Regions from separate parts of the Mus musculus genome. Here regions 1, 2, 4 and 5 are each linked to region 3. The links are chromatin contacts, called in public HiChIP or PLAC-seq and promoter capture Hi-C maps. All regions are on one chromosome and are shown on one strand. Each heading gives the region's core, a stretch centred on a gene start, on an enhancer-like site or on the middle of the called end of the contact. The rest is flanking DNA. Distances are from core to core; before and after follow the strand shown. Region 1 holds the start of Eln (elastin). Region 2 holds the start of Mlxipl (MLX interacting protein-like). Region 3 holds the start of Gtf2ird2 (GTF2I repeat domain containing 2). Region 4 has its middle 11 kb from the start of Tmem270. Region 5 holds the start of Abhd11os (abhydrolase domain containing 11, opposite strand).

Region 1 (4,577 bases), core at 537-3,036, 560 kb before region 3:
AGGAGGAGAAAGAGAAGGAGGAGGAGGAGGAGAAGGAGGAGAAGAAGAAGGAGAAGGAGAAGGAGAAGGAGAAGGAGGAGGAGGAGGAGGAGGAGGAGGAGGAGGAGGAGGAGAAGAAGAAGAAGAAGAAGAAGAAGAAGAAGAAGAAGAAGAAGAAGAAGAAGAAGAAGAAGAAGAAGAAGAAGAAGAAGAAGAAGAAGAAGAAGAAGAAGAAGAAGAAGAAGAAGAAACACAAGAGCACCAAGACAAGAGAACCAAAAATTAGCCCAGGTCCACCTAAGCCACCTGCCTTTGATCTCCCACCCCCACCTCCGCCAATGCTGTCATCTCTGCAGACTCCTCTATGCCCTGTACTGTATAAGACATCTGATAAGACATCTTTAACTCACCCCTCTGCACCACCCCCTACAAGAGAAAGACTCTAGGACCTATGGCCTAGACTTTTTCTTCTAACCAACTATGACCTGTATACAGCAAGCAACCATCTCCCTCTCCTGTCCTACAGTACTCCACATACACTCAGGAGTCTGAGAATGACATAATCTTTCTCTGACCTACACTTCACATTCCTTAAAGCCTTACAGGATCTCCATATGCTCAGGGACAGGGTGGCCAGGGCACTGATCGCAAGCTTTCCTGGAGGGCTCTCTGCTGGTTCAGCATAGGCTGCCCCCTTCTGGCCAGTAGAGGAATAGCATCATCAAGCCTTCCCAGAGCCTCCAAGAGAATCAGTTTCCAGATGCAAGTGAGAGCATTGGACAGGTGGTGAACAAGCAAGAAGGAGAATACTGAGTTAATAGTCACCTGCACAGAGCTCCCACCTCCATGTTCCCTACCAGGCACCTAAGACCCAGTATGACCTCTGTTGGACACTGTGCCTTGCTCAGGGGCGGTGCAAAGCTGTGCTCGTGGCCCTTACAGAACCAACCAACACCTTATGCAAGGATCATCTTTGAGCCCTAGGGAGACACTAAATACATGGCTCTCACTCCCAAGCCACTCGCCTGACCTCAGCCCCTTGGTCTCTGCAACCATAGACCCATAGATCCAACACCCTTTCCCAGGCTTCAAACAGATGGCTAAGACCTGTCTCAACCATGATGAACTAGATCGTATGTCAAGGTCTCTAATCTGTTCCTAAAATGCCCCCACGGTACCATGTCTATCCTATTCTCTCTCCCAGACAATTCTGCTCGCAGACCTTGAACTCTATAGGCAGACTCCCTTAGCCCCATCAACCTACCTAACCCAGTTTTGGGTAAAGCCTGTCTCTAGCCAGGCTTGGGGGTGTTGGGGTGTCTGCAGGACCAGGGTGGGAGCTGAGGCGCGGGACAGCTGGCCTGTGTCCCCACACTGGGCCTGGGGCCCAGGCAGAGGGGCGGGGGCCTGGCTACTCCAGCCTTGGCTAGGGCTGGGATTTTTTGGCCGGGCTGCCTGGGCCCTCCCTCCTGCTTCCTCTCCAGAGGGCTGTCCTGGCAAAGGCCCCCCTTGCACTTTCTGGCGGGAACAGGGCCAGGAGCAAGCAAACAGCTACAGAGGGAAAGCGGGAAAGCGATGGGGGGGGGGGGGGGCAGAGCACGCGCGCGTCAGTGTGTGTGTGTGTGTGTGTGTGTGTGTGTGTGTGTGTGTGTGTGTGCAGGAAAATAGACCCATAGTCGAGGCAGATTCAGCCTAGGAGGCTTGCAAGTCTGGCCTTTCGTAATTGCCCCCTCCCCCGCGGCCCCCTCCCCCAGCTCCCCCTCCTCCCGCCCTCCTCTCACCCGCCCTCTCTCCCTCCCTCCTTCCCTCACAGCAGCCTACCAGGCAGCAATTACGCTTTGGGGATAAAACGAGGCGCTGAGAGCAGGCTGGGGCAGTCCTCCCCGAGATGGCGGGTCTGACAGCGGTAGTCCCGCAGCCTGGCGTCTTGCTGATCCTCTTGCTCAACCTCCTCCATCCCGCGCAGCCTGGAGGTAAGGGGCCCCTCGCCGGTCCCACGCTGCCCCTCGCTGGTCCCACGCTGTCCACAATCTGCGGGACCCTGCCGGCCAGGTGGCAAGACTGATGGGGAATCCCGGAGATGGATGAGCCCTTCAGCTCCAGATCCCCCCTCCTCGAGACAGGGAGGGTTCTGGGAACTGTCTCCTCTTGGGAGCCAGCTCCGTGTTAGGGGTCCTGTCAAAGCTACACTCCCGCCAGTCAGGATGGTCCCTACCTCCTGTCCAAGCTCGAAGGGGTCCTCTGAGTCACCTGAGTACTTTCCAGTGGTGGTGGCAGTTTGCATACCTGTGCACACCTGTGTACATACCAGCCTGGGGAGAGACAATCCTGGTTTGTCTTTGCTTGGAGATGTTCGGATTCTGTGTGTGTGTGTGTGTGTGTGTGTGTGTGTGTGTGTGTGTGTGTGTATGCGCCCGTGTGTGTTTCATACTATGTTGCACAGGTGTCAGTGTGAGGTTCTAGCCAAGCATGTCCCTGAAGGAAATGTGTCTGGGATGGTATGAAGGTCTGTTCACAAGTCCGTTCCTAGACAGATGGAGGTACAGGGAGGCAAACCGTGAAGTTGTGTGATGGGATCTGCCAAAGTCCAACACCCAGCTGGGCGTGGTGAGCCACACCTGTGACCCCCAACATGTAAGTTCAAAGCCAACCAGACCCCGTCTCAAGAGCAACCAGGAGGGTTGAGGACGTCCCTGTTGATGGAAGGCATGCTAAACATTCTCAAAGCTCTGAGTAAACTAGGTGGGCGTGGTGACACATACCTGTGTGGTGGTCATCGGAGGATCAGGAATTCAAGACATCATTGGCTACCTAGTGAGCCATTTGGGTTCTATCAGGCTGTCTTAAAAAAAAAATGTCCTAAAGACGTCTGGTGCCCAGGTGTAGGACGTCACTGTGTGTGTGTGAGCGTGAGCGAGTCCATGCCTGTATGAGGGTTTGCTGAGATGGAATACAGGCCAGAGCGTGAGCTGGGGAAAGTGCCCATCTCCTGGCAATCAGGACATGGCTGGTATCAGAGGCTGAGCCTCAAGGTATCCTTTTGGTCATCTGATATGTATCCTGACCGGGCATGTTGGGTTATGGGGAGGAAGGAGTCTGCTCCCAGATGAAAGGTGCATCCAGCTGTGGGGAAAGAGGTGTGAACCTATGAACCATCTGCTGGGGTCTGGTTTCCCTAAGAGACCTCATTGTTGTGGGAACCTGAACTTGGACTGGGGACAGGAGGCTACAGGGCGGGGTTGGACAGGGCTGTGGTCAGAGACTGAATAAGAACAGCATCTGTCCCATGAGACTTACTTGCTGGGGGCTAGGAGCCCACTGTAGAACAAGAGTTCCAGGGCTGGAACGAGACTGAGGTTTGTGGGTACCAACGGGAGGACCCATTAAAGAGCAGTGTCTCTGGGTCACCTGACCCTCCTGCCCCAGATGTGGTCTCGTAACATTTGCCCACCCTTCTCCCTGGATGGTTATACTAGTTCATCATAAAGAAACTGTTTATCTTTACAAATAGGGAAGCTGAAGTTAGGCATGAAAAACCACACCTGACACAGGATGCTATCGAGTCGAGGGCAGCCTGAGCTATAGTGAGATCTTGTCTCAGTATCATCTACAAGCAGGCTAGAGGCGTGGCTCGCCTAGGAGAGTTCTCATTTGCACACTCGGAGCTCTGCATTCTATCCCCAGCACCACATTAAACCAGAGGTGGTGGCTCATGCCTGTGGTCCCAGCTCTCAGGAGGAGGAAGCAGAAAAGTTAGGAGTTCAAGGTCATGCTTAACTGTATAGGGAGTTCAAGGCTAGCCTAGGCTACATAACCCAGTTCTTGAAAGGTACAGAATTAGAGTCTGGGATAGGCTAAAGCTGTCCCTGGAAGCTAATATCAACTAGCTTTCTGCCCTGGGGGGAGGTGCCAGGGAATATTAGGAAGATACAGCCCTGGGGCGGAGTCTTCCTTTAAGGACAGAACAATCCCTCCTCCCTTGCAGCCTGGGTGATATCACTCCATATTCAGTTGCCATTATTCCCTATGACGAGAAACCTAAACTCTGTCCCAGGTGGTCAGAGTCACCGGGTTCAAGTAAGAGGCATGTGAATTGATGCCTTTCAGGATCTGTTCAGACTCCACTGAAGTCCAAAGAGGTCAGAGTCCTGGGAGGAGTTGGCCACTGGTCACATATACCTAGTCCCCCACCTGTCTGATCCTAGTGATCCCTTGTCACTGACGGAGGTAGTAATAGCATTTCCTTTGAATACTGGCTTGCTTCAGCCTCTATGCTAAAAGGGTTGTATGAGCCAGGTATGGTGGCCCAGAAACTGTGCTACAGAGTAAGTTCCAAGGCAGCCTCTGCTATGTAGTAAGACCCTACCCACCCACCCCCAACCCAAAAGAAAGTAAAAGGTCACCAGAAGAAAAAGAAAATCAGGCATGGTAGCATGCCTGTCTGTTGCCTGTTTTAGCATTTTGGAGATGTAGAGACAGGAGGATTGGGAGTTTAAGGCCATCATCTATGTAGTGAATTGTAGGCTAGCCTGGGCTACATGAAACTCCTTCTTCAAAAAAGTGTGTGTTGAGGGAGGGGCACATTAGACATAAAACTA
Region 2 (4,905 bases), core at 672-3,171, 920 kb before region 3:
AACCTGCCCAAGTGGAATGTATGGCCGAAGCAGGAAGCCTGAGTTGGGAGTGGTCGGGAAACGGGAGACCCTTTGGGGGAACATGGGGACCCAAGGCTTCTTGTGGCTCGTGCCTGTAGTTCCAGCACTTGGAAGGCCAGAGCAGAATTCCAGGCCAGCCTCGGTTTTACAGTGAGTTCCAGGCTAGCTTAGTCTACAGTGTGGGACTCAATAAGAGAAAGAGAGTGAGGGATATTCTCCCTCTCCTTTAATCGGAAGTCTTTGATAATTAAAGCACTGCCCCAGTGTGAGCTGCTTCTGGTGTTCTGAGACCTTAGATGGCCCCTTCCCAGGCAGTCTCATGATGTCCAAGGGCGGGGGAGGGGCAACGGGACAGGGAATTTGAACTTTCCACATTGGTCTCAGCGCCCTGAACTATCAGGTTGCAACATGACCTGGGCTTGAGGCCAGAACTTGTGGGCCAAGGTTACTCTGCCTCCAGCCAATGGGGTCGCGTGGCTCTGCCGCCACGAGGTGGGCCACGCTCTTCCGCAATTCCCACCCCAGCTCCAGGTCCCCTGTGGGGCTGCAGGTGCCGGTCTACAGCCAGCGGTTCTACGAAGGGGAGGAGGCTCGCTGAAGAAGCGTGATATTTACAGAGAAGAAAGATCAAGGCCGGCCGATCCCCCTTTCTCTCCTACTGTTTTCGGTTGATAATTTATCCTCTTCCCACTGCTCCCGGGAACTTTGCTCCAGGGCACTGGGCCAAGACCCCAGTTCGCGCCCTCCTCGGGGACACATAGGTGGGGCTGAAGCTGGGTGCGGCCCCGGAGGTCTGAGCCGTAGTTACAGGGTTCCTGGCTGCCTTGCAGCCTCTTACCGGGTTCGGGGAGACCAGGTTTTCCCTACCCGACCTAGGGTGGACTGCAGCACCCTCTGCTGGCTCTGGGCAGGTGCTGGGCACCGTCTTCCCGCCAACCTTGACGTAGCGTTCTAAATCAGACACGGTGGCTCATGCCTGTAATCCCCGTATTTGGGAGGCCGAGATGGGAGTCCAGCCTGGGCTACCTAGCTCAATGCCAGCCTGAACTTTAGAGTGAGACTCTGGCTCACCAAACTAAATCAAGCCAAAATAAATGGTGTCTGGGCAAGTGAGCAAGAAACTGTTTCCATGTAAGTGGACACTGCCTATGAGGGCGACCACGGGATAACTGCAGCGTGCAGGGAAGAGTGGGACTTTGCAGGGACTGCTGAGGATGAACGAAACAGTCCAGGCATACCACGAGTGGAGGGAGGCAGTGGACGGGATGGGTTATAGTCTGAGGAGTGTGAAAGACACCTGGCATTTAAGTGCAAAAGCAGAAGAATCAAAGAGCGGGGGCCCAACCGTAGAAGGCCCTGCAAAGGTGGAGACAAAGGTGGAGGACAGGACAGTGGCGCCACAAGCAAGTGATGGGACACAAATGATTCATGAGGGTCCGTGGGTTGCGCAGGACCAGGCGAGGAAGATAATGCCTAAGTTGTGTCCAGCGTCCCCCGTAGCAGTTTGGGACAGGAGCCCCAGTGCGCGGTCCCACCACGGAAAGCTGGGACTCAGGCTCCCCGGTCCGCCCTCACCTGTAAGCCAGGCTCAAGCACTCGAAGAGGTGGGTGAGTGTCGGATCGATGCTGCGCGGCCCGAAGTCGGCGAGCCCCACGGGCCCCTCCTGGTCGCGTCGCCGGGTCAGCGAGTCGCTGTGCGGCGAAGACACCATGAAGTGTCCGCTGTGGATGACCTGTGATCGATGCAGGCCACCCGCGCTGCGCCGGGGACTCGGATCCTCCAAGTCCGTATCCGAGTCCGAGTCCGGGCTAGGGACGACCCGGGGGACCTGCAAGTTCACGGATAGATCCGCCAGCGCGCGCGCCATGGCCACTATTGTCGCCAACTCTCGGGCGCTCTGGAGAGCGCTTAACGTAGCCAGCTGCGCCTAATTACCATGGCCACGCCCCTGTTCTCCTGATAGGTCCTTGTGGTGGGCGTGGCCCTTAGTTGGCAGGTGATGTTTAAATTAGCATAACCAGTGAGCGTGGTGTGAAACCACTGATCCTGGAGCTTTGGCGGTGCTTCGCCTTTCTTTCTGTTGAGAGCACTTTTTAGTCTCTACTTTTCAGGTTTCAGAAAGTCTGGCTGGGGCTGGGACTGGGCTGGGGCTGGCTAGCGTGCACAAAGCCTTGGGTTCGATCCTCCGAACCACAGACACTAGCATGGGGGTGATTCTGTAAGTGTAACACTCGGGAGGTGGAGACAGACAGACAGATAGACAGACAGACAGACAGGAAAGAAATAAAGAAAGAAAGAAAGAAAGAAAGAGAGAGAGAGAGAGAGAGAGAAAGAAAGAGACAAAAAAAAAAATCCCAAACAACAAACAAGACCGCTAGCCGGTAAAAGCCTTTGCCACCAGGCTTGAGGACAAGAGTTCAAACCCTAGGACCCACATGTTGGAAGAAAATACTCGATTTTTAAAATTTGACCTCTGAGATCCATATGTATTCCTAGACACATAAACACTAGATAGATAGATGGAGAGAGAGAGAGAGATAGGATAGATAGATAGATAGATAGATAGATAGATAAGATAGATAGATGGATAACCAGAAATTCAGGGTCATCCTCTGCTTCATAGTGAGTTCAGTAAATCGCTTGCCTGCCTTCTTCACTTTCCCAGGGTCCTGTGCGGTTGAACCCCAATGCTTGCTTGTACCCAGGCGCTCTTATGATTGTCCTATGCCTCTACAGCAAAGTTCAGAAGTGGACTCTAAGAGTTCACCTTCTCTAGATCACCTCCCTGCACTCGGGCTTTCTCCTCGGGAAGTTCTCTCACCAGCCCTGAAGCCTAGCTTCTTTCTGTTCCTGCTTTTCTTCCTTTCCTTTTTTCTTTCTTTCTTTCTTTTTCTATTTTTGTTTTGTTGTTTTTCTAGGTAGGGTTTCTCTGTGTACTCCAGGCTGTCCTAGAACTCATTCTGTAGACCAGGCTGGCCTGGAACTCAGAGATCTGCCTGCCCCTGCCTTGGGAGCACGGGGATTAAATGCACGCACCTCCACCACCACCCAGAGATATGGAACTTTCCATGGAGAGTAGAATTTAAATTTTATGGTCTTCTTGTCTCTGCTTCCACAGCGATGGGAGTTTTATAGACAAGCTTATCTTTCTAGATATTGCTGAGGTCCTCAAAGACTTTCTCGGGGCCTGGGAGACAGAATGGAGATGCAGATGAAGCTGTTTGGAGAGCAACCGATGGTTGGGGGGTGAGATGAAGTAGAGTCACCCTCCATCCTTCCACCCCACTCAGACATAGCTAACCTTTCCACTGGGACAGGAGGCTTGGGGAACACTGCTGGGGAAGCTAGGGGTCCCTAAAGCAATTTTTCAACCACATCTAGACATCTAGATCAGGCTTTGAGATGTTTGGCTTTGTTGTCATTCCGGTGTGGTGTGCCTCAGACAAGAGTTTGTTTGTTTGTGCCCTGCTGGGGATTGAACCCAGGATTTTGCTGAGGTTATGCCAGGGCTATGCAAAGAGAAACCCTGTCTTGTAAAAAAAAAAAAAAACAAAAAAACAAAAACAAAGGAACAAAAAAAAAAACACCAAACCAAACCAAACAACAAACAAACAAACAAAAATCACCACCACAACCCCAACGCCCACTCCCAACAACAACAACAACAGGAAATAGTTTCCAGTCTCAGGCCGGGCCTGTAGTTCAGTTGGTAGAGAACTTGCCCAGCATTTAGGAAGCTGTGGGTTCTATCCCCAACTCTGCCTAAACCAGGTGTGGCATTGCATGCTTGTAATCTCAGCTCCAGAAAGATAGAGGCAGAGGATCAGAGTCCAAAGTCATGCTTGGCTACATAGCAAGTTTGAGGCTAGCCTGGGCTACATAGTGAGACACCCCCCCCCACCTCCACCATCCCTCCAAAATAAAACACAGCCTGTGAGATGGCTCAGTGGGTGAGGGTGCTTGCTGCCAAGCCTGATGACCAATCCTTGGACCCCACATGGTAGAAGAAGAACTCTCACAAGTTGTTGACAGACTTTACTGTTGGCACCTGCTCTCTCTCTCTCTCTCTCCTTCTCTCTCTCTCTCTCTCTCTCACACACACAAATGAATGAATAAAATAAGTGTAAAACAAAGCCAAAACAAAAACATCAAAATAAATGAAAACAAACAAATGCAAGAATTCTTCAAACTTTTGATTTCGTCCTCGGGTGGCAACGGGGGACATGACACAATGCCCCTTCCAGGTGGCATGGTGTAAGTGGCCTGATTCACCTCTCATTGCCTTTCTCGCCTGCCCTCTAGTACCCGATGCCCAGAGTTCACAGCCTTTTAAATAAATAAATAGGGTTCACGATCCACAGAGATTGAACGATGAGTTCCCTACTGGGTGTAGAGAGCCAGTTCCCCTGGCATCCTTCCTGACATCCTCTTCTGGGTGCCTCTCGAGGTTTCCCCCCTGGTCTGCTCACACCGAAATGCCATCTCCTCCCTGAGTTCTCTATACCCTGGTTCTGATCACAATTGATCTGATTTTCTTCTGCCTGAGATTCACAGAGGGTGTGAGGCCTCTCTTTCCCACTAGATGGCAAACTCCTCGGCGGACCCTGTGCCTCTCTACAGTCTAACCTCCTCTCAAAGTGGCCAGATGTGGTGATTCACACCTTCAATCCCAGCACTGTGGAGTGCAGAGGCAGGAGGATCTCTGAAAGTTCAAGGCCAGCCTGATCTACACAGTGAGCTCCACAGCAGGGCAGCCAGGACTACATAGTGAGAACCTGTCTCCAAACCAAAGCAACCAATCAAACAAATACAACCAAGCTATTGATTATTTGCTGAATAGACGAGTTTGTATCACATTTATCTACTAGCTATGTGGGTCCACC
Region 3 (4,459 bases), core at 136-2,635:
ATCCTCCTGCCTCAGTATCCCCAGTGCTGGGCTGACAGACACATTTGAGTTACCACACTAGGCTTGAGTTCTGTTATTTTGTTTTTATTTTACTTTGGAAGGAATTCTTTTTCTGACTTGCATTGTATTTTAAAGGATGAGTTTTCCTGTATCTCAATAAAGCGGCTATAATTTATTTAGTGACAAGGTCCCACTGTGTAGCCCCAGCAGGCCTGGAACTTGCTATATATAGGCAGTCCTTGAACTCTCAGATCCATTTGAAGGCCACCGTTGCCGGCTCATTCTGGTTCTCTGTGCTGAAATAAGTACATTCTAGAATAATGTTTTGGGTGCAATAGGTTAAATACATTACTATAGTGAATTTTAATTTGTAAAAATTTACTTTAAATTTTAAAGTTACTAAACATTTTAAACGTTTTAAAATAAATTAAAATTTTTTTGAGCCAGGCGATGGTGGCGCACACCTTCAATCCCAACACTTGGGAGGCAGAGGCAGGCGGATTTCTGAGTTTGAGGCCAGCCTGGTCTACAGAGTGAGTTCCAGGACAGCCAGGGCTACACAGAGAAACCCTGTCTGGAAAAAAAAATTTTTTTTTTGATTGTTGTACTAGTTGTTATGGCCATAGGCCACCTTGTACTCTCAACCAGACCAGACACAAGCCACATTTTGGAGGCTGGGCCCTTTCTTCCGTTCTCTTCATCGACCTAAACCACTGGCTGCCACAAACACCAAACGCCCCCATAATCCTGGAGCCAACAAGCAAAGCCAGCCGCCGAAGGTGGAGCCAGAGCGCCGTTGCTAGGCAACCGCGATGGCCCCGCCCCTTCCCCTAACCAATCAAGGGTTTCTAAACACAGCGCAGGTACGTCAGGTGGCGCGTGACCTCGGCACGCACCGGGCGCAGCTTTCCCCGCCTCCTCGCCCCGTCACAACCAATCGAAAGCGAGATTTTGGTGCGCGCCTGGCGTGCGAAAGTCGCCTAACCCCACGTCTTCCCCGCCCCGCCCCCCACTCTTCACGGCCCGATCGCGGTAGGGAAAATGGGGGTCGGCGCTGACCACCGGGCGCCCGAAGGTCCCGCCACGCACCCCGAGAGATCGCTCTGCCCCGGCGGGGACTCCCGGAAGCGGAAGTTGTGAGGGAAGCGGCGGCGGGATACGCACCTGAGGGCCCTGCTTTGCGGGCCGCGCCGGGGGTCTGGAGCCTGGCTTGCGCGTGCGCAGCGGCTCTGCGCCGGCGACCGCAGCTCGGGGGCCGCGGGCGCCTCCTCTCCGCTCCCTTCCTGTTTTTCGTTTTTATTATTTTTTCTCCCTCTTTTTTATTTTATTTTTTGTCTTTGTTTGCTTCCTGGAAGGAAGGTCGGCTTCCCGCGCGTGGCCGAAGCACCCCCGGTGGGGACGGCCACTTCCGGTGCGCTGCAGGACGGCTTCCGCGAGGCCGCCGGCCGGGCTGCGTGGCGTGCACGTGGCTTCGCGCCTTCCCTGGATGTGCATGGCCGTTCTGGATAGATAGAGATATTTTAAAATGTGGTTGTGCGTGCACGTGGAAGCGGAGAGGTCACCCCACGTGTTACTCAGGCACCCACTCCCCCCACCCCCCGCGACAGAGTTTTTCTTGTAGCCCTGGCTAGCCTGCGTTGTAGACCAGGCTGGCCTCGGACTCAGAGTCCACTGCCTCTGCTTCCCGAGTGCTGGGATTAAAGGCGTGCGCCATCACACCACCTACCTTTTAGGACATTGCATTTCCTTTAAAACTAATTTTTGTGCCTGTGTCAGTTCTATGTTCTTGTGTTTGCGTGGCTGCATGTCTCGGGAGCTATTCGTAAAGCACCATCTGTTGTAAGTATTTTGCCACCCTGTTTATATGCACCACGGGGAGGCCAGAAGAGGTCACAGTATCCCCTGGACCAGGAGTTTCAGACGGTATGGATGCGGGAACTGATCAAGTGTTCTTAACCACGGAGCCATCCCTCCAGCCCCACTTTACAAGGGTTCCAGTTTTATTTGTTTGTTTGCTTTAAAATATACTGGAAAGGGGGTTGGAGCAGTGGCTCAGCTGTTAAGAGCTGATAAGTGTGCTTTCAGAAGACCAGTGTCTGTGTCAAGCACAGCACACGTGCCTGTAACTCGCATTTCCAAAGGATTGGAATCCTTTGGCCTCTGTATGCACCCACACCCGCTTAAAAAAAATAAAATATTTAAAAAATACTTTTAAAGATTTGTTGCTTGGTGTACATGCCATTAATACTAGCATTCACAAGGAAGAAATAGGCAAATCTCTCTGAGTTTGAGGCCAGCCATGACTACATATAAGATCCTGTCCCAAAATAAAATGAGAACACTTTGTTCATATCAGGAAAGGCTGTGTAGCTTCCGACATAGTTTGTATTTGCTCGTGTTCTTGAGCTGGCTCCAATAAATCCTTTCCTCCCAGGTCACAAGTGGGTCACTGATTGCTAGATCCTATGGTGTTCGTCCAGCCTGAAAATCTCTTGCTCTGGCTACTTGTCAAAATCAGGTCACTCACCCTTGCAATGTGGCCTTTTAGGGCACAGTGCTTGGTGGCTGTTCTGGCTCCCACTCAATCTCCTTTCTTCCCACTCTCAGATTGCCATGACGTTTCCTACTTTCTGTCTCCAAGCTCTGCTGTCTGCCCTCAGTCCTTGACTTACTTAGTTTTAGGATTATTAAATAACATTTCCGTGTTGGGTGGTAGTACAGGCCATTAATCCCAGCACTCTGGAGGCAAAGGCAGGGGGATCTCAGAGTTCAAGGCCAGCATGGTCTACAGAATAAGTTCCTCGATAGCCAAAGATATGCAGAGAAACCCTGTCTCAAAAAGCATAACAATAACAACAAAACAAAAAAAAAAAGGCCCCCAAAACATTTACAGGATTTACAGGTCTTCAGTCTAGACCAGTCCTCTGAACTGGAGATCTGTGTAGCCAGAGTCTGTTTTGAAATCTCCACTCTCGAGATGACCAGCCTCAGGAGGACAACATGGCGCACCCTCTCCCTAGTCTTCTCCTCCTCCCTATCTCAAGGTCACAGGTTTCAGCCTACAATACTCGGATCCCATGGGATGGGAGCAGGTGCTGGAGGGCCTGCTTCATTTCCTGACAGGAAGCAGAGGAAGGAAGAGGGAGGGAGAGGGGGAGGAGAAAGGAGGGAAAGGAAAGGCAAGGCAAGAAAAAAGAAGAGACTTAGAGCTACATCATCAGTGAGCCACTTCCTCCAGCTAGGTCCTGAAATTTCCAGAGCACCCCAAATAGGGTAATCAGCTGGGGTTCACGTTTTCAATATATGGACTGGGGAGGACACTACCCCGACCATAATAGCTGGTTGAATTTTCCTCCCTCCACCACCCCCTGCCCCTCCCCCCTCTTCCTTCCTTCCTTCCTTCCTTCCTTCCTTCCTTCCTTCCTTTCTTTCTTTCTTTCTTTCTTTCTCTTTCTCCCTTTCCTTCCTTCCTTATTTTCTTCTCTCTCTCTCTCTCTCTCTCTCTCTCTCTCTCTCTCTTTCTTTCTTTCTTTCTTTCTTACCAGGCTGGCCTCCAACTGCCTCCTGAGTGCTGGGGTTAAAGACTTAAGCTACCACATCTGAGTAAATATATCCTAACTTATTAAAAAGAAATAGCCAGGCAGTGGTGGCACACATCTTTAATCTCAGCACTGGAGAGACAGAGGCAGGTGGATCTCTTGAGTTGGAGCCAGCCTGGTCTACACAGCAAGTTCCAAGATATAGCCAGGGCTATACTGAGAAACTCCCACCTTGAAAACAAACAGGAAAAGAAAAGAGGGGAGGGAGAGAGGAAGGAAACGGACACACACAAGTGTGTGGTACCATCTGGACTCCATGTGGACATGTGCACACACAAGCACACAGGTCCTAAAATAAAATAAAAAGCACTACTCGGGAGGCAGGGGCAGGAGATCTCTGTGAGTTCAAGGCCAGCCTGATTTACACAGCAATCTTCACGTCAGCCAGAGCTGCATAATGAGACCCTGTCTCAAAAGTTATAAATAAGCTACACATTGCAATCATAAAACATAAGCATCAGCAAGAGAGGCTAATTAAGAAAAGTGGGTCGTGTTTAGCAACCAGCAGAGTGCAGGATCCGCTCAGGCTGGTGGCCCGCACCCGTGGTGACACTGGTGAATGCTGCCTTCATGAGCAGGAGAACTCAAGGGTGAAGTGCCATTACGACTGTAAGTGCTACTACTATAGTAGTTAGCGTCTCTCAATTAACTCAGGAATTTAATGCAATCTCAATAGTAAAACCCAGTGGAATTTTATTACTGCTACTTGACAAGATGACTTTTAAATTTTCATGGAAGTAAATGTTACGCATAGCAAAGTCAATTTGGTGAGAAAAGAAAAGAGAACAAAACAGGCACCCTTGAATAAAAATGAGAACATACGGCACAGCTTCCGGAGCCTTGTTGTAGGATGAATTCAT
Region 4 (4,983 bases), core at 1,624-4,123, 710 kb before region 3:
CCCAGCTGTGTGTGGGTTCTGGGGATTTGAACTCAGGTCTTCCTGCTTTTGTGGCAAACACTTTATCCATTGAGCCATATCCTAAGCCCCCCAAGCTGCACAGAGCAGAGACCTAGGAGTAAGAACACCTTGGACTGGAGCCATAGCTCTGGAGTCTAAAGTCTAGACAATCTTGGCTATGTGAAATGGCTGGGCAAAGTTAACTCTGCAAGCCTCAGTTTCCCCATCTATGCTCAGCAACAAGACTGCAGCCTTCCCAGGGCTCTTGTGTAGCCTGTGCTTGTGTCACGATGCTCTCAGCTGGCCCCACTGCCGTGGCTATTTCTTCTAGAGTCACTGGCTTCCCAGGGGCCACAGCCTGATCGGGATTCTGAGGCTCTATGGCTAAGGTCACCAGTTCATCTTCTCAGGCCTGCGAGTGTGGAGTGGTCTCTGGCTTTCGGGAAGAAAGCAAATGGGGGAGCGGTGAGGAAAGGAGGGGGGCCTCGGGCGGGGGCAGCAGGCTGGAGGGCTGGCCGGCAGCTCCACGCAATCTGTCTGCTATGCAGCCTCGGCCCGGCCTGTATTTATTTATGCTGCGCGTATATTTATACCAACCCCTTTCTCATTATTACTACAGGAAACGGCTAGAATTGTTACATACCTGGCGGCCTAGGGGTCTCGCTCAGCCAAGACACACAGGGCCCTTTGGCTGTCTCGCCATGATTGCGAGAGGGCCCCCCATCCCCAGACTCTGACCCTTCACTGACCTTGCTAGCACCGACTCCTAGCTTTCTCTTCTCTCCAGGGCCATAGCTTGGGTGAGGGATTTTTACGTTTCTCCCCATGTGCCTGGTCCTTACCCAATCTGACCCCAAACAAGGCCATGATTTCAGGGGTTATATAGACGGCCAGCTGGAGATGAACACCCCAGGCAGAATAATAGATTTGGAGAGGGGGAGAAGTGACCAAGGTCCCCCAATTTAGGGAATAAATCTTAGTTATTCTGGTGTAAGCGTGGGGCTGGGCTCTCTGAAGATTAGCTTCCCACCAAGCCCACCCAAGCCCACCCAAGCCTGGGTAACTTTCCACCTGCGGTTGTCCCCCACCCTCGGCCCAGGAGAACATTTCCCACACCTCTCCCCTTTGTCCCAGGCTTGGCAGGAGTTGGGGGGCTCAGCTGCGGACTGCCTCTACCCCTGGGACCCACATGTTCCGCTCAGAGCCGCCAGTCTCTCTCCAGCCCCAGCTCTGGGCTTGGCCCCAGGTGGGGCTTGCCAGAGAGGCGCGGCCCCCTCCCCAGAGCTCTGGCCTGACACAACCTGTTAGGACTTCACGCCTCAGCCTGAAGGCTCCCTGGCTAGACTCTCCACCCAAGCCATGTGATGCCCCTGACCCTGGTGTCCCCAGCAGGTTGCAAAGAGCCCCCTGTATGCCCTTTGAGGTTCCGCAGCAGGACTTAGGGACTGCTATCTATCCACAGGCCTCAGTTAATTGTGGCTGCATAGGCTTGACATTTGACCTCGGCCTCCTATGGCCTCCATGCCTTCCTGCCTCCAAGTCAGGAGGGGATGGGGTTTCCCTCTTGTCTTGTTACCTTTGCTTTCCAATTTCTGTGCCTGGTAGGGTTGGGAGGTTCTACTTGCGCAATTCTTAAAAGTTAAAAAGAAAAGTGAGGTTGAAGGGCTGGAGAGATGGCTCAGAGGTTAAGAGCACTGACTACTTTTCTAGAGGATCTGGGTTCAAATCTCAGCAACCACATGGCAACTCACAGTCATCTGTAACTCCAGTTCCAGGGGATCAGGGACCCTCTTTTGATGTTCCCTGGTAGCAGGCACACATGTGGTGCACAGACATACAAGCGTACATTTATTCATTGGCTGTATTTTGTGTGTATGTGTGTGTGACACACGCAAATGCAGAGGTCAGAGGACAACCTACAACTTTCAGGAGTCAGTTCTCACCATATACCACGTGGGCTCCTTGGTTCTCAAACTTGGTCACCAGTCTTGGTCACAGGCACTTTACCCACTGAGCCAAGTCCCCAGCCTTGGGCAGTTCTGGATATATAGCTTGTTTGGAGAGTATAGCTGCAGCCTTCCTCCCCTGCCCCCCTGCTCAGGGCAGGTTCAGGTCCTGGGCTATGCTGTTAGCAGGAGTTGCTGGTTATGTCTGCAGTGTGACCCTGGGGCTCCTTTTAGAGACCCTCCTGGAAACCTTCTGGAGCCTCTCTGCTTCCACTGCACTACTTCATTCAATCAGTGTGTGTGTGCGTGTGTATGTGTGTGTGCGTGTGTGTATGTGTGTGTGTGTATGAGACAAGCTGGTCTTGAATTTATTCTGTAGCTGAGGATGACCTTGAACTTGTAATCCTGCTGCTTCCAATTCTCAAATGCTGGGATTACAAGCATGAGCTATGTAGACAGTGCTAGGAATCAAACCTAGTGCTTCAGGCATGCCAGGCAAGCGCTCTGCCAATCGAGATACACCCTCAGTTTAAGTTACCTGCGCTCTGAGAGTAACTTATCCTTCCTCTCCACTGGGACTCAGTTTTGGCTGGTCTCTGGCTTATATAGCCCTGGGCAGGTCAGCCTTAGTTCTTACTTCCATCACAGGGCTCAGTTAACATCTGCAACTTAGCATTTGTGGATCTTGAAGCTTCCTTGAACCAGGGATCAGAGTTCTGTAATTAGGGGGTTCTAGAAGGACCCCCCCCCAAGTCTAAATAGAATAGAGAAATTCAAGCCTAGCCTTCAGGTCCCTGTTGCAGCAGCTGGATCCTGCAGCCATTCTTGTTCACAATGTGCACATCTGGGGTGATGTACTCCTCACCCACCCCCAGCCCAGGCTCACATCTGGAGACCAAAGCTGGCTCGCTGGCTAAACACAGAGCATCTGGATGTGAAGAGCTGTTTCTGGGTTAACACGGCCCATCTGGGCCCCTGGCTGCTGCTCCGCCCCGTCTCCACAGCGGAATGCTGGCTGCACATCTGGACGGCTGGAACCCGTGTCCAGCTGGGTCAGGAGCCGTGTCTGCCACCATCACCCCCCCTTCTCTGTCTGCTTGAGGTTGTGGTAGGGGATCTGTATTCAGAGAGTTCCCCAGACTGTCTATAAGGCACTGGTCTCTGGGTTTTGCCTGATGGGCTTACCTTGGCAACAGATTCATCCTAACATACTCTGTACACATGTCCCTTGTCCCAGATTGGTGACAGCTGCCACTCTACACCAGCCCACCCTAGGGAGGGTGTTGGCATGTCTTGAAAGAGCCTCTGGGGCCACTGGAGTGCCTGTCTGCATGCCCTCTCTCAGGGTTCCACCAACTGGAAGGCAAGGGTCTCTGCCTTGGGTCTCTGCCTTGGAGCCCAACTCACGGGAACAACCCTGAGCCTAGCCCTCTACACCAACTTCCATGCTTGGCTAGAGGGAGCCGGTAGTCTTCCCAGAACCCTGCGACTCACATGAGGGCAGCCTGGGTCAAAAAGACAACTAGAGGGAACTGGGCTAGCCTGTGGAAAGGATGACTACCCAAGAGGTGAGGGACCTCCTGACATCGCACAACTGGATTTTTTTTTTCAATGAGAAGGGTCTTTCTCATGTAGCCCAGGCTGGCCTCAAATTCCTTATGTAACTGGGCCTGATTCCCGATCCTCATGTATACTAGGCAAACACACCACTGACCAAGCCACACCTTCCTCAGCCCCTCAACTGACTCACGTTTAGCTCAGTAGCTGATAACTATTTTTTAAAATTACATTTATGTATGTATGTATGTATGTATGTATGTATGTATGTATGTGTGTGCAATGCTTAGTGTACGTGTGGAGGGCAGAGGATCACTTGCAGAGGTCAGTTCTCTCCTTCCACCACATGGGTCCCGGGGGTCAAACTGAGGTCATCTGGCTTGGCAGCAAGCCACTTTAGCTACTGAGCCATCTTGCTTAGGCCCTAACCCTTCAGACTTCAGGCTACCATCAAGAGCTAAAGCACTTGGGACTCCAAAGTTACCACGAAGGGATGGATCCATGTGTCTCTGTCACTAATATGGCAGATGTTATGTTCTGTATTAGCATATATTAAATCCATAGTAATGAGTTTCATTAGGCCATCTTCATATGTATGTGTAATGCATTTTGATTAAAGTCACCCCAACACTGTCTCTTGCCCCCACCTACTCCTGTTGATCCCCCCTCGGATTCCCAACTGGTCCCTCTTCTATTTTCCCACCTCTTATGTGTGTGTGTGTGTGTGTGTGTGTGTGAGACCCTGTGAGTTCAATTCAAGTTGCTTACAGGAGCCTGGTTATTTACCAGAGTGGCTGCACCACTGAAAGGAATCTCTCTCCCTACCCCCAGTAACCGATCATGCTTATAGATCTCTGGAGAGGGTTGGGGCCCTGTGAGTCCCTCCCACACCCTTGGTGGAAGGCATGAAGGCCTGGTCTTGTGCAGTTGAGTTCAGAAGTATAACAGTCATGGCATGCCTGGAAGACAGCATCTCAGAGCCCTTTACGCTTTCCTCTGCTCTTCCATCCTCTTCGGAGTCTGTTCATACTATCATCCTATTTTGGACGGAGCAGTCAACAGGCAAAGGTTACCCTTGCAGGGAACCAAAGATGTTAGACAACTTTTAAAGGTCAATCTTTGGAGCTTTCATTCTGAGAGTTCTGTGGAGGGAGCACGTCGTGTGTGCATGTGTGTGTGTGTGTGTGTGTGTGTGTGTGTGTGTGTGTGTGTGCATGTGTGTGCATGCAAACATAGGGTGGGAGGACAGATGTTTGATGAGAATGGTGGATGAGTGGGTAGGCACAAGGAAACCCCCCCCCACCACCACCACCAACTCCCTTCCCCAGAGTCCAGAGCCTGCCTGCTTTGAATGGCCCCTGTTCTGGTACTGGCTTACAGCATCCTCAGCCTGGGATGTATTCTCTAAGCCTGGTGATACTGCATCCTGTGGTCCAGGCTTATCACAGCATCACTGGCTCCGATTGAAAGGAATTCTTTA
Region 5 (5,015 bases), core at 1,968-4,467, 830 kb before region 3:
CTCACAGGGCAGAGAGACAGACGGGGAGTGGGGAGGGAGGGGGAGGATTAGGATGCCACAGGGGAAAGGATATCACTGGACTGTGGTTGGTATTCTTAAATTTGAGCTCTCCATCACAGCTCCATGGGAAAGCCAGCAGACAAGTATGCCCTGGAGTTCAGATGAGGGTTGGGCTGGAAAACACCTGTAGAGTCGGTGTCTCATTTACCCCAGGCTAGCCTCTTCCTACTTTTTCTTCCTTCCCTCCATCCCTCCCTTCCTTCCCTCCTCTTTGGTTTTTGAGACAAGGTTTCTCTGTGTAGCCTTGACTATTCTGGAACTCGCTGTGTAGACCAGGCTGGTCTCTGCCTCTGAGTCCTAGGATTAAAGGCTTGGCCACTATGCCTGCTATGGCCTTAACCTTGATATGTAACCAAGGATGATCTTGAATTCCTTTTTCTTCGGCCTTCACCTCTCCAATGCTGGGATTCCATGCCAGTGCCGCTACCACCACCACCCACACTGGGTCATGCCCCTTGATTCCAGAGGTGTCACTAGATAGAGTGAGCAGAAAGCACATGCGGAGTCAGGTGAACAGATATTTTTTACAAAGGAACCCTGGGAATTGCCCACCACCCTGGGGAGGGTTTCCATTTCACACGTTGAGGGAGTAGGGGCAGCTCATGGGATCTTTGCTCTTGGGGGCTGCTGCCACCTTCAGGCCAAAGGTGGTACTGCTTCGCTTGTCTAGCTGCCTTCCCTTCAGAAGGTGGCGGCAAAGACACCCTGGCAGTGACACCCCCCGCTGCCAGTGAAAGAGGGAGACAGAGAAGTATAAGGGGCTGAATGTGCCTGGAGAAGGAGGAGGAAGCTTTACCCCCAACGTGGTTTTTGAGTTGGGGATAAACCCCAGAGTCTCACACATGCACCCTATTACCAAGTCACCCCTCAGTAGGGGGAATTCTAGGCAGATGCTCTACTGCTGAGCTACACCCACAAGGTGTTTATTGTGTGCATGGATGCCTTTGGAGGTATCGGATCCTCTGGGGCTGGAAGTACACGAAGTCTTGAGCCACCGGACAAGGGTGCTGAGAACTGAACTCTGCAACAAGGGCTCAGCCACCGAGCTACCCCTGTATTACGAAGGAATGTTTTTGATATGGCATAAGGAAACACAAATGAAGAGGTAAAAAACTGTAAAGCAATTTCTTTTCTTTTTAATGTATATGTGCGTTTTCCCAGATTCAGAAGAGAGGGAAAAAGAGTAACACATATATCCTATCTTTAGAATGCATCTTTTTCTTAAAAAAAGATTTATTTATTTATTATATGTAAGTACACGGTAGCTGTCTTCGGACACACCAGAAGAGGGCATCAGATCCCATTACAGACAGTTGTGAGCCACCATGTGGTTGCTGGGATTTGAACTCAGGACCTTTGGAAGAGCAGTCGGTGCTCTTAACCACTGAGCCATCTCACCAGCCCTAGAATGCATCTTCCATGTAGTTTCTGAGAAGACTTTCAATGTGATTTTGCCTCTACAGAGCTAGTTCCAGGAAAGCCAGGGCTACACAAAGAAACCCTGTCTGGGGGAAAGAGCGGGACCTAGTTCAACATAACTCAGTTCAGCTCTGTAGACCAGGTGGGCCTCAAACTCAAGAGATCTGCCTCTGCCTCCGAGTACAGGATTACAGGTGTAAACCGGGCTGGAGAGATGGCTCAGTGGTTAAGAGCACTGACTGCTCTTCCAGAGGTCCCAAGTTCAATTTCCAGCAACCATATGATGGCTCACAACCATCTGTAATGGGATCTGATGCCCTCTTTTGGAGTGTCTGAGGACAACTACAGTGTACTCGTATACATAGATTAAATAAATAAATTAATAAATAAATAAACCAAAGCACTCAGGAGGCAGAGTTTCCTCTAAATTCAAGGTCAACCTGGTCTACAGAGGATAGCTAAGGCCACACAAAACAAAAAACAAAAAACAAAAACCTCTCTACCATTATCCAATCTTAGGATGCTGAGATGCTCAAGTCCCTTATACAAAATGCTATATTATGGGCTGGGGTATGGCTCAATGGTAGAGCATCTGCCTAGAATCCCCCAGTGAGAGGCTGGGGGCGTGGCTCAGTGGTAGAGCCCCTGCCTAGTAGAATCCCTTGGGAGGCAGATTTCTGAGTTCGAGGCCAGCCTGGTCTACAGAGTGAGGTCCAGGACAGCCAGGGCTATACAGAGAAAACCAAAAACAAATAAACAACAACAAAAGAGATGCTCAAAATCTCAAAAGTATTTTTCTATTTCCAATATGGATTGGTGGTCATTTTAGAGTCAAGCAGTGGTGTCTCACAGAGAAGCCCTATCTCAAAACAAACAAAAGTCCCTCAGCTTGGAAATGCTGAGTTCAGTTAGACTGCTTCCCAGGCACTGCGTGTTTGGGGTATACTAGTAACAGCATAAAGGTAAGATGGGATTCAAGCTATTGGTAATGAACCAGGCGGTGGAGGCGCACGCCTTTATTCCCAGCATTCAGAAGGCAGAGGTAGGTGGGTCTCTGAGTTCAAGGCCAGCCTGATCTACAGAGGATAACCGGGGTGACATAGAGAAACCCTGTCTTGAAAAACAAAACAAAACAAAACAAAACAAAAAAAATAAAATGGTAAGCATGCCTGGTTCCTTGGGTTTTTGTTTTTTTCCTCTTGAGGTGGGATAAGAATTCTGGGGGCGGGCTGGAGAGATGGCTCAGTGGGTAAGAGCACCCGACTGCTCTTCCGAAGGTCCAGAGTTCAAATCCCAGTAACCACATGGTGGCTCACAACCATCTGTAACAAGATCTGACTCCCTCTTCTGGTGTGTCTGAAGACAGCTACAGTGTACTTACATATAATAATAAATAAATCTTTAATTAAAAAAAAAAAAGAATTCTGGGGGCAGATGATTCCTTGAAGAACTAGCACAGAGTCAACCCCTCGTGGCAGGGCGGGGGGGGGGGGCGAGGGGGGGCGGAGACTAGACGAGACACTGCCTGATGCTTGGCATTACAACTAAACTAAACCTAGGTTGTCTGTTCCTCTGAGACACGGGTGGAGCGCCCCCTGGAGGCGACAGACGGCAAGAATTGGGGAAAAGGCTTGGGGCCTTCCAAGGTGTTAAGAGGGAGGTGCACTTGCTCCTTGCCCCAGGCTGTCCTCCTGTAGGTGGAGTCTGCTAGGGAGTGCCTTGCCTGGAAGGGCAAAGGGCTCTGTCTTCTAGCCTCTACCAACTGACAAGTCTCAGTCACCAGGCCTTGACTCTCTAAGCTCATAGAAAGGTAAGCGACTCCAGAGCACTCAGTAGCATTTCTGTAGGGCTGTGTGGGAACTCCTTTCTCCTCAGGAGCTTCAAACACTGTCCATTCTGCAAAGTCCCATAGTCTACTTCCCGGCTAGCCAGACTAAGGGTCTCCTTTACAAGATGCCGGCGCAGCACCCCCTGGAGGCAAAGGGTGGTAAAACTGAGTGGAAATAGCATGAGGCAGGGCAGAGGCAGGGCAGAAGGACCCAGGGTGAGGCTTCTCCTTCTGACAAGCCCCAGGTCACTGCCTCCTCATCCATCACTCCCCAACAGAACCCAGAATCCCAAGCGGCAGGAGCACTGGGGGACACCCGGGCGGAACCTTCCCTGGAGCAAGTACTGCAGGAGAGGGATGAAGCCATTGCTAAGTGAGAGAAACTCTGGGGGTGGGGGTGGGGTGGAGGAGGGGGAAGTGGGGACTCACTCCTACTAGAGGAGAGGAAGGGGGCTCCAGATATTTCCAGAAGACAGCCACTGGAACACCCCCACCCCCATCCCCCACTGCCTGTAGGAAGCGCGCGGTGGAAGAGGAGCTGGACTCCTGTCGAGCCAGGCTGCGCACAGTGGAGGCTCAGCTGCTGGAGGTCCTGCAGGAGAAACTGAAGCTGAAACAGGAGGTGGAGGCCTGGGAGGTAGGGTGGAGCCTCTGAGTCGGGAGTCTTGGAAGACGCCCCTCCGCCCCTCCGTCCCCAGGGATTGCCTCGGACCTGCTCTCTCTCCCGTGCCCAGGAAGACATGCAGCATATGGTTCGAGAGCGGGTGCGGAGTCAGCTGCAGGGAGAGCCCAGAGGCACCCTGGGAACACACGAGAACACAAGCCCGGGCAGAAGTTCCTGGATTCAACTCTCCCGGGGTCAGTGGGGGCGACGGTGGTGAAAACGGATCCAGGGCTTAAAGGGGAACTGTCTTTATTCATTAAAAGTGTTGGGCCACTTCTGTACTCCTGGACCCTCTCCGTGCCCCTGAGTTTTTCTGTGCAGAAGCAAGATGGCACAGATCCCAAGCCTAGAGTCCCCTGGCTGCTCTTCCAAGGAGCTACTTCTTAAGCCAAGAAGCTGGTGACAGCATCCATGAAGTCTTGGGGTTTGTCGCTGTGGACCCAGTGGCCAGCGTTAGGCACGGTCTGAATCTGGGCTTGAGGGAAGAGTCGCCTAATCTCTGAGTGGTGGCTGGGTCTGGCCGCCATAGTGAAGCCAATGGAGAGGGAAGACAATGGAGAGGTGTGGGGAGAGGGAGAAAGGGAGAGAGAGAGAACAGGAGAGAGAGATGTGCATGAGCCTTCATGCGCAGTGGTATTGCCAGGCTCCCAGATACCCCGCCTCCCCTAGCCCACGCAGGCTCCCATAGCTGGTGGTGGGCAAAGCATGCCCCTTCCTATGGTCCCACACCGGCTTACTGTACATATGTAGAATTTCCACCAAGCAGGAAGAGAGTTGGCCCCGAGTAGGGTTCACGTTGCTGAGGAAAGGTCATTATCTTGTCCAAGTGCTGAGCTAACGTATCCAAGTTCAGTCTCCAGGAGAATCGCCCACCCACCTCTACCAGGTTAGTGAGCAGGAACTGCCGAATGCCCGCTTCCTGTGGGGAGACCTGGCAGCTGTGAAGGGGCTCCCTGTGAGGCCCACCCACCACTTTTCCTCTGACACACACCATGGGGAAAGGGGGGGGGGGCGTGCGTCACCTTGACAACCGAACTAAGCTGC

The links. Promoter capture Hi-C pulls out the DNA fragments that hold promoters and counts their contacts. HiChIP or PLAC-seq counts read pairs in DNA pulled down with a chosen protein or histone mark.
Region 1: a contact with region 3 is called in a promoter capture Hi-C map of stem cell-derived epiblast-like cells, with 2.4 times the contacts expected there. The contact joins the promoter of Eln here to the promoter of Gtf2ird2 in region 3. A contact is called at or near these places in 6 of 39 promoter capture datasets (cranial neural crest, embryonic stem cells, hippocampal neurons and 3 more) and 3 of 115 datasets of contacts at active chromatin or transcription factors (embryonic stem cells, epiblast stem cells and stem cell-derived neural progenitor cells).
Region 2: a FOXA1 HiChIP or PLAC-seq map of pancreatic cancer cells shows a contact between it and region 3. The contact joins the promoter of Mlxipl here to the promoter of Gtf2ird2 in region 3. A contact is called at or near these places in 3 of 39 promoter capture datasets (cranial neural crest, frontonasal cranial neural crest and pre-B cells) and 1 of 115 datasets of contacts at active chromatin or transcription factors (pancreatic cancer cells).
Region 4: a promoter capture Hi-C map of cranial neural crest shows a contact between it and region 3. The contact joins the enhancer-like site here to the promoter of Gtf2ird2 in region 3. A contact is called at or near these places in 2 of 39 promoter capture datasets (cranial neural crest and hippocampal neurons), 1 of 484 Hi-C or Micro-C datasets (embryonic stem cells) and 2 of 115 datasets of contacts at active chromatin or transcription factors (epiblast stem cells and stem cell-derived neural progenitor cells).
Region 5: a promoter capture Hi-C map of second pharyngeal arch cranial neural crest shows a contact between it and region 3. The contact joins the promoter of Abhd11os here to the promoter of Gtf2ird2 in region 3. A contact is called at or near these places in 6 of 39 promoter capture datasets (cranial neural crest, frontonasal cranial neural crest, hippocampal neurons and 3 more), 5 of 484 Hi-C or Micro-C datasets (CD4 T cells, embryonic stem cells, erythroblasts and 2 more) and 5 of 115 datasets of contacts at active chromatin or transcription factors (cardiomyocytes, forebrain, memory CD8 T cells and 2 more).

The regions. Positions count from the first base shown.
Region 1 is chr5:134,744,532-134,749,108 of GRCm38.p6, reverse strand. Eln (elastin) reads left to right here and starts at 1,786. Exons shown (of 37, transcript NM_007925.4): 1 at 1,786-1,952. The coding sequence starts at 1,868. It overlaps Gm30003 (a long non-coding RNA gene), which reads right to left and starts at 3,397. Exons shown (of 4, transcript XR_868587.3): 1 at 1,801-3,397.
Region 2 is chr5:135,103,907-135,108,811 of GRCm38.p6, reverse strand. It overlaps Mlxipl (MLX interacting protein-like), which reads right to left and starts at 1,921. Exons shown (of 17, transcript NM_021455.5): 1 at 1,597-1,921. The coding sequence starts at 1,889.
Region 3 is chr5:134,180,964-134,185,422 of GRCm38.p6, reverse strand. It overlaps Gtf2ird2 (GTF2I repeat domain containing 2), which reads right to left and starts at 1,385. Exons shown (of 16, transcript NM_053266.1): 1 at 1,165-1,385.
Region 4 is chr5:134,893,386-134,898,368 of GRCm38.p6, reverse strand. No RefSeq gene overlaps it. Among named protein-coding and RNA genes, the nearest start is that of Tmem270, 11 kb to the left of the region's middle. Within about 2 kb of position 2,873, at least 18 of the 459 cell types and tissues checked have an H3K27ac peak or open chromatin away from gene starts, as enhancers often do.
Region 5 is chr5:135,011,359-135,016,373 of GRCm38.p6, reverse strand. It overlaps Abhd11os (abhydrolase domain containing 11, opposite strand), which reads left to right and starts at 3,217. Exons shown (of 4, transcript NR_026688.1): 1 at 3,217-3,289; 2 at 3,586-3,680; 3 at 3,824-3,944; 4 at 4,042-4,252. It overlaps Abhd11 (abhydrolase domain containing 11), which reads right to left. Exons shown (of 6, transcript NM_145215.2): 4 at 4,994-5,015; 5 at 4,709-4,890; 6 at 4,199-4,487. The coding sequence ends at 4,355.